2 separate regions of the Zea mays genome follow, and region 1 is linked to region 2. Evidence: chromatin contacts called from public Hi-C data. All regions are on one chromosome and are shown on one strand. Each heading gives the region's core, a stretch centred on a gene start, on an enhancer-like site or on the middle of the called end of the contact. The rest is flanking DNA. Distances are from core to core; before and after follow the strand shown.

Region 1 (6,665 bases), core at 1,339-3,838, 130 kb after region 2:
CCAAGGAAATAGAAGTGCAGGAAAAAAATTGATGATGGAAGACAGGAAGCAAAAGGATGAAGAGCTGAACAAACTTTATGCCATGGATATGGATGCTTTACCAGAAGAGTTGAGAGCTGTATACATCGCGAGGAGAAAAGGTTTAATCGATTACTTCATCAACAATCCTGTCTGAAGAGTACTAATTTATTTGATAAGGTGTTGCTCACCTTTGGATCGGCAAACCGTCGTCCTGTGTGTTTGGACATGTGTGATTTGGAGTGTTTAAACATTTGCTTAGTAGTTTGAGAACATGAGCTTGGTTTTTCAACATTGTTTATTTTCAGAATATTGATATTCATAATAAGGATGTTTCATACATGACTTGACGTTTGCCAACATTTGCAAATTATTTGTAGCAGTGGCATTACACATACAACTAACCATGACTTGTTAACTACCGACCAAGATACATGACACGACTTGCATTCCTTGTACTAATGACTTAGTTCATAATACAAATAAAACAACATTGTTGTACCACATAATATGGATGAAAGCCTTCAACCCATGGACCCTCGACGTGCCCAAAGGTGTTCTATCAGGTTGTGCTGCAAAGACAAGTATGTGGTCTGAGATGTGATGTCCTGGTCGGGATCGTTGGGTAACTCGGAGCGGATATGATTATTGAGCCACTCGTTGCGGACCTCAGGAATAGTGTTACACACTTCTGGGGGGCAGTGGGCCCAATGAAGTCCACATTTGCTGCACCCTCTCCTTCGTCCTCCACAATCATGTTGTGCATAATAATGCAAGCAGTCATCATCTCTGCGAGGTGATGACGATCCCAACCATAAGCAGGGCCACGTAGAACTGCCCACCTCGCCTGCAAAACTCCAAATGCTCGCTCAATGTCCTTTCGACAACTCTCTTGCTTGGTTGTGAAGTGAACCTTTTTTTCCTCAAATGCGTGACGAATTGCTTTTACAAAGGTAGGCCAATTTGGATATATGCCATCTACTAAGTAGTATCCGAAATTGTACGTGGTCCCATTAATAGTGAAGTGCACTGGTGGCATCGTCCCATTACGTAACAGATCAAACACTGGTGACCGATGTAGCACGTTGAGATCATTGTTAGTACCAGGCATTCCAAAGAAGGCATGCCAAATCCACAGATCATACCCAGCGACTGCCTCTAGTATCATTGTTGGCCTCGAATTGCGTCCACAAAACTGTCCGCGCCATGCAGTAGGACAGTTGCGCCATTCCCAATGCATACAATCGATAGAGCCTAGCATACCCGGAAACCCCCTTTCCGTGTTTACAGTTAGTATGCGAGCAATGTCGTCGTGGTTAGGGATACGCAGGTAACGTTCGCTAAAGGAAGAGTTGATTGCGCGACAGAAACGGATAAGGCAGTCCCTAGCCGTAGTCTGTCCAATCTATATGTACTCATCTACCGCATCGGTTGGTAACCCGTACGCAAGGATACGCAAAGCAGCACAAACTTTTTGTAATGGACCAAGCCCTGCTAAACCAGTTGCATCACATCGAATAGTGAAGTAATCGTCTTCTCGCTGAACGACATGAAGGATACGTAGGAACAAAGGACGATGCATCCGAAACCTAAAAACGAAAACAAACCATATAATAAGTAAACGAACCTCCAAATAAAAGTAAAATCATTACTTAGGAAATGTACCTTCGACGAAAAACATGTGATGGATACACTGGATTAGGTCCGAAGTAGTGGTGCTTGATGAGATTTTCTCCAGCAGCGTGGTCCCTATGGATAACTCGGCGAGGCAATGAGGAGCGCCTACGGCGCGTGCTCGTGTTTCCTAGTACAAGGTGGTCAACATGTTGGCAAAGCAACAAGTTGTCGATCTCATCGTCGGAATCATCGGATGACGATGACAACACTAGGCTTTTCAATGAGGCCATGAGGAGCTGAACTTAGACTACGTACTACGTACTTGTGATGGAATAGCGGATGATACAGAAGAGACGAGTGTGTAGATGAGTAGAGCATGCCCGCAGGGGTCCCTTATTTATAGATGGCCTCGGTGTGTGAAGGAAGCCAGACGGTCGTGCCTTGCCGTACAAGCCAGTCGTGTGGTGCAAGCCACTCGTGTCGTGTACTAGAAGAATGCGAATTTCTATTTATAAAAGTACATCAATTTCGACCGTATTTATACTAATGTATGAATACTAATTATTAAGTGTGCTAATTAATTGTAGACGAAAGTACGCTCGTGTACTATGCAAAGAAGAAATAAAATTAAAATTAATATTGGATGGTAGTTGAGTTAGTTGATGATGAAAGTATATAATATTGGTGTGGTGGGGTATAGAGGATTGGTATAGGGGGAACCGCTGTAGAGCGTGGAGATATAGGGGGAGAGAGAACACTGACGTGACACGTGAGTGAGATATAGGGGGAGAAATTTAGGGGAACCGTTGAATTCAGTCTAAGGTAAAGAAAAAGCGCTACGAGTGCGAACCAAACCAATTTGGTGGACCCTTTGCGACCCCACGCCACATGGCGTGTGGAGAAAGTCTCAGCTGTTTATCTGAAGGAAAAGTGCTACGGGTGCGCAAAAGACGTTACTGTCAAGCAAACCCAGAAAATGGCGGCAAGCGGCGGCGGCTTCCTTCCTCTTCCCGCACGCATTCCTTTGTCGTGTCCACTCCACTGCCATCCATCACCCTCGCTCCCTCTCTGCCTCAGTCTCTGTCTGTTACCGATGTCTCCAGTCCTCTGGCTCACCTCACTCCTCTTCCTCGTCCACTCGGCCGCCGCCGACACCAGGCGGGCGCTGCACGAGCCGCTCTTCCCCATCGAATGGACCCCGCCGCCGTCCACTACGGCGCCACCAGCACCGGGATTCGCCTCCGATCCCTCCACACCCGTCCCACCCGTCGACAACGGCGGGCCGGCGCTACTCCCCGCTCCTCCGCCACCGAACACTGTCGCCGCGGACGCCTCTTCATCCCGCACAGGCCCGGGCCCGCGCCCCCACGGCGGCGGCGGAACACCCAAGGCCGCCATTGTCGTCGCCTCCGCCGCCGCGGCGGCCGTCCTCGCGCTGCTGGCCTTCGCCGCCGCGTTTCTCCTCACGGGCCGTCTCGCGCGGCACCCCGCGTGGGCGCACAAACCCCCCGGCCTCGCCGCCGCCGCGCACCCTGGGCCTGCCTCCGCACTCGTGCTGCACGCTGACGCGGTGGGCACCTCGGCGGCGGCGGCGGCCTCGTCGTCGGGTGCCACTGCCACACCGCACCGGAAGGCCCGCTCGGAGCGCGCGAGGCGGGGCATGTGCCGCGACGTCGACACCGTCCCGAGCCCAGAACTCAGGCCGCTCCCGCCGCTTCGGCGCGCGGGATCGTCCGACGAGGACGCCGCGTACTACACACCGGGCCAGCGCTCGGCGGTGTCCGCCGGCGGCGAGGGCGCCGGGACGTGGAGCCAGGCGAGCGCGTCCAGCCCACGAACCACCACTCCCTCCCGCCAAAGCCTCCCCAGCCTCACCAGCGATTTTTTCCCACCGACGCCGGCCGCCGCCACGGCCGTTCCAGCTGCAACCGTGGCGCCTCCTCCGCCCGCACCTCCTGCGCCACGCTCCCGACGCACTCTGCCGCGGACCCGCTTTTCCGCCGGCTCCGCCTCGGATATGAATATGATCAAGCAAATTGTCTCGCCATCCTCCAACCTACCACCGCCACCTCCTCCTCCTCCACCGCCGCCGCCGCCAGCGCCAAGACGCACCAACGCAATCCCAAAGCCTCTGACAACCGCTACACCATTATCAACGCGTCGGCTTCTCAAACAAGAGCAAACAGAGGGGCCAAGTGTCGCTGTGCCGAGAGCACCCGTCGTGGCGGTGAACAAGGACAATGACGGCATGCCAATTCGGACGAACGATGATCATGCCGGTGACGAAGCCCGTCCCAAGCTGAAGCCGCTGCACTGGGACAAGGTCCGGGCGTGCTCCGACCGCGACATGGTCTGGGACCGGCTCAAGTCTAATTCGTTCCAGTTAAGATGCATTCTCAGAACAGACACTATTAAATCATTAAAAATTGTGATGCTGACATGAGTTTCTGGCAGGTTGGATGAGGACATGATCGAGGTGCTTTTCACGAACAATGCTGCAAATGCACCTCCTAGGGACACACTGAGAAAACCTGGAGTGCTGCAATGTAGTGCCAAAGAGAAGGTCCTTGATCCTAAGAAGGCACAGAACATTGCCATCCTGCTGCGCGCGCTGAATGTCACTCCGGAAGAGGTCTCCGATGCACTGCTAGATGGTGAGAAATTCTTTGATTAATGGATATTTCTGGTTCCAGAATATCTACCTAATAGGAACTAGTAGTCATGGATTCTAAGGTAACATCAACTAATATCTTTCTTGACTGATCATTGTGTATAAGCTGTGGTCCATTATTGTTAATTAGTTATGATGTGGACATTTCTAAGGTAACCTCAACAATGGAATTTGCTGATATGTTTGACTGTGCAAGAAAGCTCTGAATATCCAATGACAACATTTTACGTTTCATTATGCATGTAGCTTATTCTTCATCTTCAGCGTACTCTGAATCATATGCATTCTTCATATTATAGCTGCAGGCAACATATGTTTTCCATTTCTGTAATTTTGGACTAAATATTTTTTTTAGAATTAACATGTTTGGAAGCTTACTATCTTTTAATGCTCATACCAATGGGTATTGAAGTATGTCTGAGGACTTCGGATTGGAATTAACAGAAACATGCAATACATACTGCTCCAGGATGTGCAGTCAGCTACATGACAGCATTCTAAACTATTGTCTAGTTCTACTCACAATGTTTATTGCTGCTGACATTCTTTAAACAGGCAATGCTGAATGCCTGGGTGCGGATTTGTTGGAAACCTTGGTAAAGATGGCTCCTACGAAAGAGGAAGAACTGAAGCTTCGAAACTTTACCGGGGACTCATCGAAGCTTGGTTCCGCAGAGCGGTTTCTCAAGGCAGTGCTTGACATACCTTTTTCTTTCAAAAGAGTTGATGCTATGCTCTATCGAGCAAATTTTGAGAGCGAAATCAATTACCTCAGGAAATCTTTCGAAACATTAGAGGTATGCTGGTTCACTTTGCATAGTACGTACTGTAGTTTCTATTATCAGTGGCTTGCACATGAATCAGTAATTGTTTCACATAACTGTCATAGCGTGGAACAAAGTAATTGTTTCTCAACAAACTCTTCATTCACTGTCGTAGATTTGAACAGCTCATTGCACATCGGTCACAGCCATTGCCAGTTCGGCACTTATGACTTATGTGCATCTGAGATCTGACAGTGGCACCCATGCAACAGGGAGGGAGGCGTACGTAATGATGTAATAGCATGACTAGTTATCAGCAAAATCATAAGCCTTTCTGATTTCCGTGCCTTTCTGACAATGATGGCATTCATTTTTGCCATTCAAAATATGTAGTGATCTTGTTCCTCCTACCCCCACCCACCCAAAAAAAAACGATAGCCCTGCTCTGAATTATAGTGCAAAAAAGGAGTTGCCATTATTGTCGGCATGGTTTTGCAGGGAGCTTGTGATGATTTAAAAAGCAGTAGATTGTTCCTGAAGCTACTTGAAGCTGTCCTGCGAACTGGGAACCGAATGAATGTCGGCACAAACCGCGGTCAGGCAAAAGCTTTCAAGCTGGACACTCTACTCAAGCTCGCAGACGTCAAAGGGGCCGATGGTAAAACCACCTTGCTGCACTTCGTTGTCCAGGAAATCGTGCGGTCGGAAGATGCAAAATCCGAGAAAGCCGTAGAAGACGAAACCAGAAGCATCGTGAAAGACGAAACGTTCCGTAAGCAAGGATTGAAGGTTGTATCTGGGCTGAGCAATGAGCTCGGCAACGTCAAGAAAGCAGCGGGCATGGATTTCGATGTGCTGCACAGCTATGTATCCAAGCTCCAGGCCGGCCTTAGCAGGATCAAGTCGGTCCTCCTGCTCGAGGAGCAGTGCGCCCAAGGCCACGGTTTTTTCGCGAGGATGCGTGGTTTTCTCGAGGAAGCTGAGATGGAGATCCAACAGGTGAGGTGCGACGAGGAGAGGGCTCTGGGAAGGGTGAAAGAGATCACCGAGTATTTCCATGGCGATGCCGGAAAGGAGGAAGCGCACCCTCTGAGGATCTTCATGGTGGTGAGGGACTTCCTGTCCATGCTGGACCATGTATGCAAGGAGGTCGGCCAGCAGGACAGGACGGTTGTTGTTGGATCCGCAAGGTCCTTCCGCATGTCAGCGACCACGGCAATGGCGAACCTCAAAGTGTACGGCCAGCACGCAAGAGACAACGACGACGACGAAGAGAGTTGGTCGCTGTAGGAAATCGGGGTCAGGGACCACGGAGCCAAACGAACAGAACCAACCACAAGAACCCTATATAGATGAGTATTATTGTTTCATCTTACCATATAGCGCACATATGTAACTTTTGATAAGTACGAAGATAGGATCAAATTACGTTGTATAATTATGGATGCACCGGATTCTTTCTTGTACGAAGATAGGATGATTTTTTGAGCCTAGAGCACCCGAAAAACCATTCAAAACTGACTAGGGGTCAAGATTGAATGGTTTTGATAGTTGACATACAAAAGTTAGATAAAAGCAAGAATTGAGACTAAAAA
Region 2 (6,675 bases), core at 1,700-4,199:
CTGAAAAACTCCTGTCAAGAACCACCTCACTGATTAGAACACCTTGCATGTATTCTCTTTCCAGTATGGGCAAACGAGAATCACTCAAGTTTTCCAAGCTTTCTAGACCAGAACTTTCGCTGGATTCATGGCCAATAAATTTTTCAATAGCCACCTCAAGACTCCACCGTCTTTCCAAAGACACATTCTTCAAAGAAGATTGCTCAGCTGAATTCCTTTTGAACAAAACATCTGAAGATTGCCTAGCCATACCAACCTTCATGTTCCCCATGTCAACCGAGGAAGAGTGAAGTATGCGTGAACCATGATTCTGCCTTCTAATATCAGGCAGTACACCACGATTTCTTAGATTATTGATATACATCTCGTCGTTAACAGGTACTCTACAACCTTTCGGAAAGAATTTACCTTTCCCATCCTTCAGTCCCCTTGTCCATGTTCCAATATAATACCCACATTCATTCCATGTATAGATTCCATACCCATGCATCATGCCATCTATCCAGTTACCCTCATACGAGTCCCCATTTTTCCATGTAAGAGTTCCTTTCCCTGACATCTTGCCACTTTTCATGTTGCCAACGTAAGTGTCCCCGTTTGCCCACGTGTACTTCCCATGACCTACTATTTCTCCCTGAATCCACGAACCTTCAAACATGTCTCCATTTGGATATGTCTGATGTCCAAGTCCATGCTTGTGATTCAACTTCCATCGTCCCTTGTAAATGATTTTATCTGGACCCTTATAGGTACCTTCACCATATACATAGCCACCAGAATACTCACCCTCATAGGTGGCTCCAGATGGCCATTCCGTCTTTCCTTGCCCATGCCTCATCCCTTTATTCCACTCACCATCATAGGTGCAACCATCTGACCAGCGATACTGGCCTGAACCCTCTGGTGTGTTCCCCAACAATGTGCCAGAATAAATATCTCCATTAGCAAACCTGATCTCTCCAACTCTGAAACCAGGAGTTGCTCCAACAGCAGTTGAATCTTGGCCATTTCCCAAACTGGCCAACACCTCATTTTCTATGTTGCAACTAGCGTCTCGGAATAACTCAACCCTTGCAGAATGGGAGACCGCTTCTAGCTCATTTGGAAGAGACACAGGGGCTGTCATGCATAAACCCTGGGAGGACTGATCCACAAAAATGCAAAAACTAATATCAAAAGCACTGCCTGAGAAAGGTTAGATGAGATATGTAAGCCATTCTGTTATATAAGATGCACTGGAATTAACCAAGTTATAAACATTCCATTTTAGGAACCTTTTCCGCAAATTGTTTTTTTTTACTGTCACCGGAGGGAGAGGCTCCCACCTGAATGGGTAGGAAATCGTGGGCGATAGGAATCGAACCCAGGACCGGCCGCTCGTAACTGCCGAGCATACCACTGAGCTACGGCTCAGTTCCTTTTTTTCCGCAAATTGCTATAAGATTAAAGAAGGGCGCAGAGAGGCTACAACAAACAATCTGTCCTACTGAGAGAACGATAGGACGGCGTTAATCTGGACTACTTGATCCTTTACCTTATTTCACCTTAAGGTGTTTGGAAGGAATTTTGCTCAATCTTGCTGAATTTACTACGGTCCTTTCTTATTTACCTTATGTCATGCATAAGCCGAAAGGCCCAACTGTTGACTGTTTGATGAATCCTGCTTAATCTGGAAGAATCAAGATTTACCTTAAGGCGTTTCGCATTGTGCTTTGGGTAGGGCAGATTTTTTTTTAACTGTAGCCTCCATGTGCCTTTCTTTAATCTTACAATGATGTGTGGAAAACAATTTGTAAAGATTTTTTATTAAGGATAAATTGCAACTAGGAATTTGTAGGTACATATCAACTCATATATGAAAAGAAAAATAGGCTCACAATTATCTCTAACCTCTACACAGCTCAGCCTAATCATGTACCACACATACGTAAGCAAGTATACTAGAGACAACACCGATATGGTTCAGAGTTTGAGAATCATGAATATAGTCTTCTTTTTTACTTTTACTTTTTTCTTTATAAAAGCAAAACAACTGATCATGTCTAACTCAGTGAGCGGAGGTACACGGATGATCATTGTAGTTTTGCATGGCCCTAATCGTCAACTGTGAACTTTATTTTCAGAAGAGTTGCACCTACACAAGACTACAGGAGGGGTAAGGAGTGGGGGGCAGCCGGGCAGGATTACCTCACGACTTCGGAAGGGGGGCTCGCCGGAGGGGAGGGAGGCCTCGTCGACGGTACTACCTCGCAGACCTGCAGAGATATGGAGAGGGAGGGAGAGGGAGAAGAGGGTGAGGACGGAGAGGATCCGTGCGGAGGGTCAACTCTAGTCTCCATGTAAAAAAAGGACAGTGGACTAGTGGAGGCAGGGGTGCGCTGCCAGACTAGAGGCAAGGGGAGGAGGAGGACTGAGAAGCGATGCTGTACTGCTGTGGACGGCGAAGACCCCGGCCGCCGGATCCACGAATCGCGTCGCGCCGATGGGGATCCGGCCGCGGGAGGAAGCGCTGCGCGTAGACTCACCCGGAACAAAGGATCGGAGGGTAGCTTGCCGGGGAGGAACGGTATTCGCCGGAGGAGGTGGAGAGGGTCGCGGGCGTCTGGGGCGGCGCAGTGCAGGCTGGGAATGAAGGAGACGGGAGGCGTCCCCGTGTGTTGTTGATCCTTGATCGGCGGGCGCGCGGAGGGGAGCCCCGGACGCGTCTGTCTCGCTGAGCTGCTGCCTGCTGGCTGCTGCTGATTCTGAAGTCCTCGTGTGGATGCTGCGGGGCCTGTGGGGGAGAGAGAGCAGAGCAGGTAGTAGACGTAGACGAGGACGCCGGCGGTGGTTAGCGATTGGATTTGGCCGCTTGGACTCGCTCACCGATCCTGGTCGTGGGGGAAAAAAAAGGGGCGAAAAGCTAGGTGATTGAAAGGGAAACAACAAACTATTAGTATATACTTATATATAATAATGGACGTCCCTTTTACACTATTTTATCAATGCCTCTGCTTACTTTTACTAATCTTTCCATCTTTTAGCTCTGGGGCCTGTATTACCCCCAAATTAAGTAAGTAGATGTGAAATGTCAATTCGGCCGTGATTGGGTACGTACGAGGCCAGATAAGAGCAAAAAAAAGTTCCATGCACTATCAGAACTTGAACTACTAAAATAATACTTCCCTCGCCGTTACACGTTTGATGGGAGCAAAAGTCAGGCGAAACACATTTTTTTAGCTTCATTTTCCCTTACAATATACTGTTACTTGCTAGAGGATTAATATTATCTGAACATCGTGCCTTCATTTAAGCTTTATGCCATAATTTTGTATATGTGACTTAACTAACTATCGGTTACAGTTTGTAAAAAAAAAGTACTCTCTCCATTTTTTTATTTGTCATATTTTAGTTAAAATAAACTAATGATAATAAATATTCGAGAACGGAGTTAATAATAAATATGTTTGTCATTTCTTGACGGAGTGAGTAAGAGATAGTACTATGTGTCCCGGTGATTAAATTTTCGGGCTTGATTTTTGAAGGCAAATGGCATTTTCTTTGACTGCTCTCGGCGCCGCCACGGCGGCTTCATTGGAGGGAGCGTCTAGTGATTGATGCTACTACGACCAGACCAAAAGAGCGATGGCTTGCACTTCTTCTGCTTCGTTTTTTTTTTCCGTTACCTTCTAGGCGATCGAACGGCTAGGGACTTTCTATTTGTTAATTGTACGAGGCAAAGCAGGGTAGCGATAGTACATTGGTGGCGGGACTATCCTAGGGCAATTGTGGTGGGTCAGCACCCCACATCAAAAGTCAATGCCCGTATGAGCCCCACATGCTAGTGGTGTGGTGATTGGGATATCAGCTTAAGGCATGCATAAGAGCAACTCCAATAGTTCTCTAAAAAATAGCTTGCTAAAATCATGTTTAGCAAGTTGCTAAATAGCTATTGAAAGTAAAAAATAACTTAGTCTCCAATAGTTGCTCATATTTATGAAGTAGCTCGATTTTGAATCTAGATTTAGCGGCCCTGCCCCTATGTGAGGGCGAAAGAGAAAAAGCCGGTCAATATGAACTATGGAGGAGTGGTGGTCCGGTGGCGCAACCTATGAGGAAGTTGGGTTCGATGGTGAAGGAGAAACTTGTGTCATACATGTTTGACTTAGTTATCTCATGCTAGAAAGTGAAAAAAGAGTGTGTTATACCTGTCTACCTCACTGTGTGGGAAAGTGAAAAATAATCACGCTAGTGTGAAGAAATTGACGTCAACTGTATTTAGGGAGTTCCTACCGAGTTGCTAAATGTGGAGAGTAAATAGAGTTGAATAGCAACTAAGTAAATTTAGCAAGTCTATTTAGAGAACCATTGGAGAAGTATTTTTCTATTTACTTCTTAAATTTAAGATTTAGAGAGTTGTTTAGAGAACTATTGTAGTTGCTCTAACTCCATTAACTAAGAGGCCTCTTGAGCGGGTCTCTAAAGGTTAAGTGAAAAAAAATCAGAGAGATGAGTCTGTCTCTTCACGATTTTTTTATATAATAACTATATTTATGATATATGCGCTCGGTCTATATTTTACACTTGAAAAACCAAACTAAAGGCTCTAAGTTGTACATGTCCTTATCAGTCAGTATAGATGGCCATCTGATCAAATTTAGACTGATCTGACTTAGAAAACTAAACCTTTTATATACTCTCCCGTCCTAAATTATAAATTATTTTATAATAATAGAGAAAGTATGATATAGCCCTCATAAGATTAGACAAATGCTGTCACCCTACCCGAATTTTTTATATTTTAGCTCTTCCTCAAAAAAAAATTCACGTTTGGACCTTAGAAAATTTTAATGTCATTTTTGGACCCTTTTCTCGGCGCCATAGCCAATGGCGCCGAGGTAACACAGCTCGGCGCCATAGGCTATGGCGCCGAGGTGCGTGCTACGCTGGCCCAACCTGAACGACGTGGCGCCAACGTGGTACCGAGCTCGGCGCCAAGATCTATGGCGCCAAGATCTATGGCGCCGAGCTCGGATATGTAACAACAAAGTATGTCTAGCTCAGTCGGTAGAGTACAAGACTTTTAACCTTGAGGTTGTGGGTTCAAGCTCCACGATGGACGTATTTTTTTATCACTAATTTGTTTTTTGTTGTCCATATTTTTCGTTTATGTCGCTGATTTGTCCGTCCAGATTTATTTTTCATCTAGTTTTTTTGTTTTTGTGACAAATTTATTTATTCATCTAGATATTTTTTGTTTTTGTTTTTGTTTATTCAAACTGCGTGACGCAAGTACCATGCACATAAGTAACCCACCCTATGGAAGTACGGAGTACTTTATAAAATCATCAAGTCACTGTTTATTTATACCTTGTATATTTATATTTTGGACTCTAATTATAATCTTTTTGGTTATTAAGTATATTTATATTTTGGACTCTAAAACTCCAATAATCTAATATATTCGAAATTATACTTTTTAATATTAATTAAAATTTATCATTGTACATAAGATTAACACAATCATTTGTTTATGATATAAATATTTTTAATATTTTAAATGGTGTACTTCAGTTTTTAGTATATTATTTAATGTTTAAAATCACTTGTAATTAGCGAGAGGACGGAATCAAGCTTAAGCATGTGGGGTTTACAATGCACCAAGGGCCAGACAGATTATTTACTATTAAACAAAATGTAATAAACAAATCAGTCGCAAAAGCAAAAACAAATCAAGATGAGAAATAAATTTAGACGGACAAATCAGCGGCATAAACGAAAAAAACCACGATGCACTATAGCTAAACCGGTGGCCGCTAACCAATGCAAGTACGTTTTCTTAAGCTTAATAAACGAAAAAAATATGGACGGATAAACAAATCAGTCACAAAAACAAAAAAATCTGGATAAAAAATAAATCTAGACGGACAAATCAGCGACATAAACGAAAAATCTGGACAACAAAAAAAATCAGTGACAAAGACAAAAAAAAGTATGAAAACATGTCTATCGTGGGGCTTGAACCCACAACCACAAGGTTAAAAGCCTTATGCTCTACCAACTGAGCTAGACAAGTTTTGTGTACATAATAAAGCTCGGCGCCAAGATCTATGGCGCCGAGCTTGGTGCCACGTCGGTGCCACAACGTCCGTTTGTGCCAGCGTAACACGCACCTCGGCGCCATAGCCTATGGCGCCGAGCTGTGTTACCTCGGCGCCATTGGCTATGGCGCCGAGCAAAGGGTCTAAAAATGACATTAAAATTTTGTAAGGTCCAAACGTGAATTTTTTTCCGAGGAAGGACTAAAATATAAAAAATTCGGTCACCCTACCCACCTGGCGCCGTACGTTGCAAGCGAAGGTTCAGATGAATCGATGCATCATCAGATCTCTGTGCGGAGTTCATTAATTAGCACCACCGAGGAGATGCATGATTAAGGCTCAATCATCGATGGGTAGAGCAATCAATGTATATATTTGTTGGAGTAGACTATACACTGCAATTTCAGCACTCTCGGCAGCTTTTCTATCCCGGCCGGCATAAACCAAACAAAGCAAACTTATTGTAGACCGAGCTATACCATACTAGTTTTACCGTAAACTGGATTTCTAGAAAAGTCACCACGATTTATAATAATGAGTTAATATTATTATTATATACACCATAAACTATATTTTGTTAAGATACTCATTTGGT

Evidence for each region. Hi-C and Micro-C count contacts between places; a contact is called where the count stands out from the background.
Region 1: a Hi-C map of leaf shows a contact between it and region 2, with 4 times the contacts expected there. The contact joins the promoter of LOC103626135 here to the promoter of LOC103626132 in region 2. A contact is called at or near these places in 2 of 25 Hi-C or Micro-C datasets (both in leaf).

Annotation. Positions count from the first base shown.
Region 1 is chr5:25,390,790-25,397,454 of Zm-B73-REFERENCE-NAM-5.0, forward strand. It overlaps LOC103626135 (formin-like protein 4), which reads left to right and starts at 2,589. Exons shown (of 4, transcript XM_008646523.3): 1 at 2,589-4,017; 2 at 4,090-4,289; 3 at 4,862-5,103; 4 at 5,569-6,589. The coding sequence starts at 2,612. The coding sequence ends at 6,360.
Region 2 is chr5:25,260,734-25,267,408 of Zm-B73-REFERENCE-NAM-5.0, forward strand. It overlaps LOC103626132 (phosphatidylinositol 4-phosphate 5-kinase 9), which reads right to left and starts at 2,950. Exons shown (of 10, transcript XM_008646519.3): 1 at 2,526-2,950; 2 at 2,188-2,255; 3 at 1-1,144. The coding sequence starts at 1,126. TRNAK-UUU (transfer RNA lysine (anticodon UUU)) reads right to left here and starts at 6,055; the gene lies at 5,983-6,055.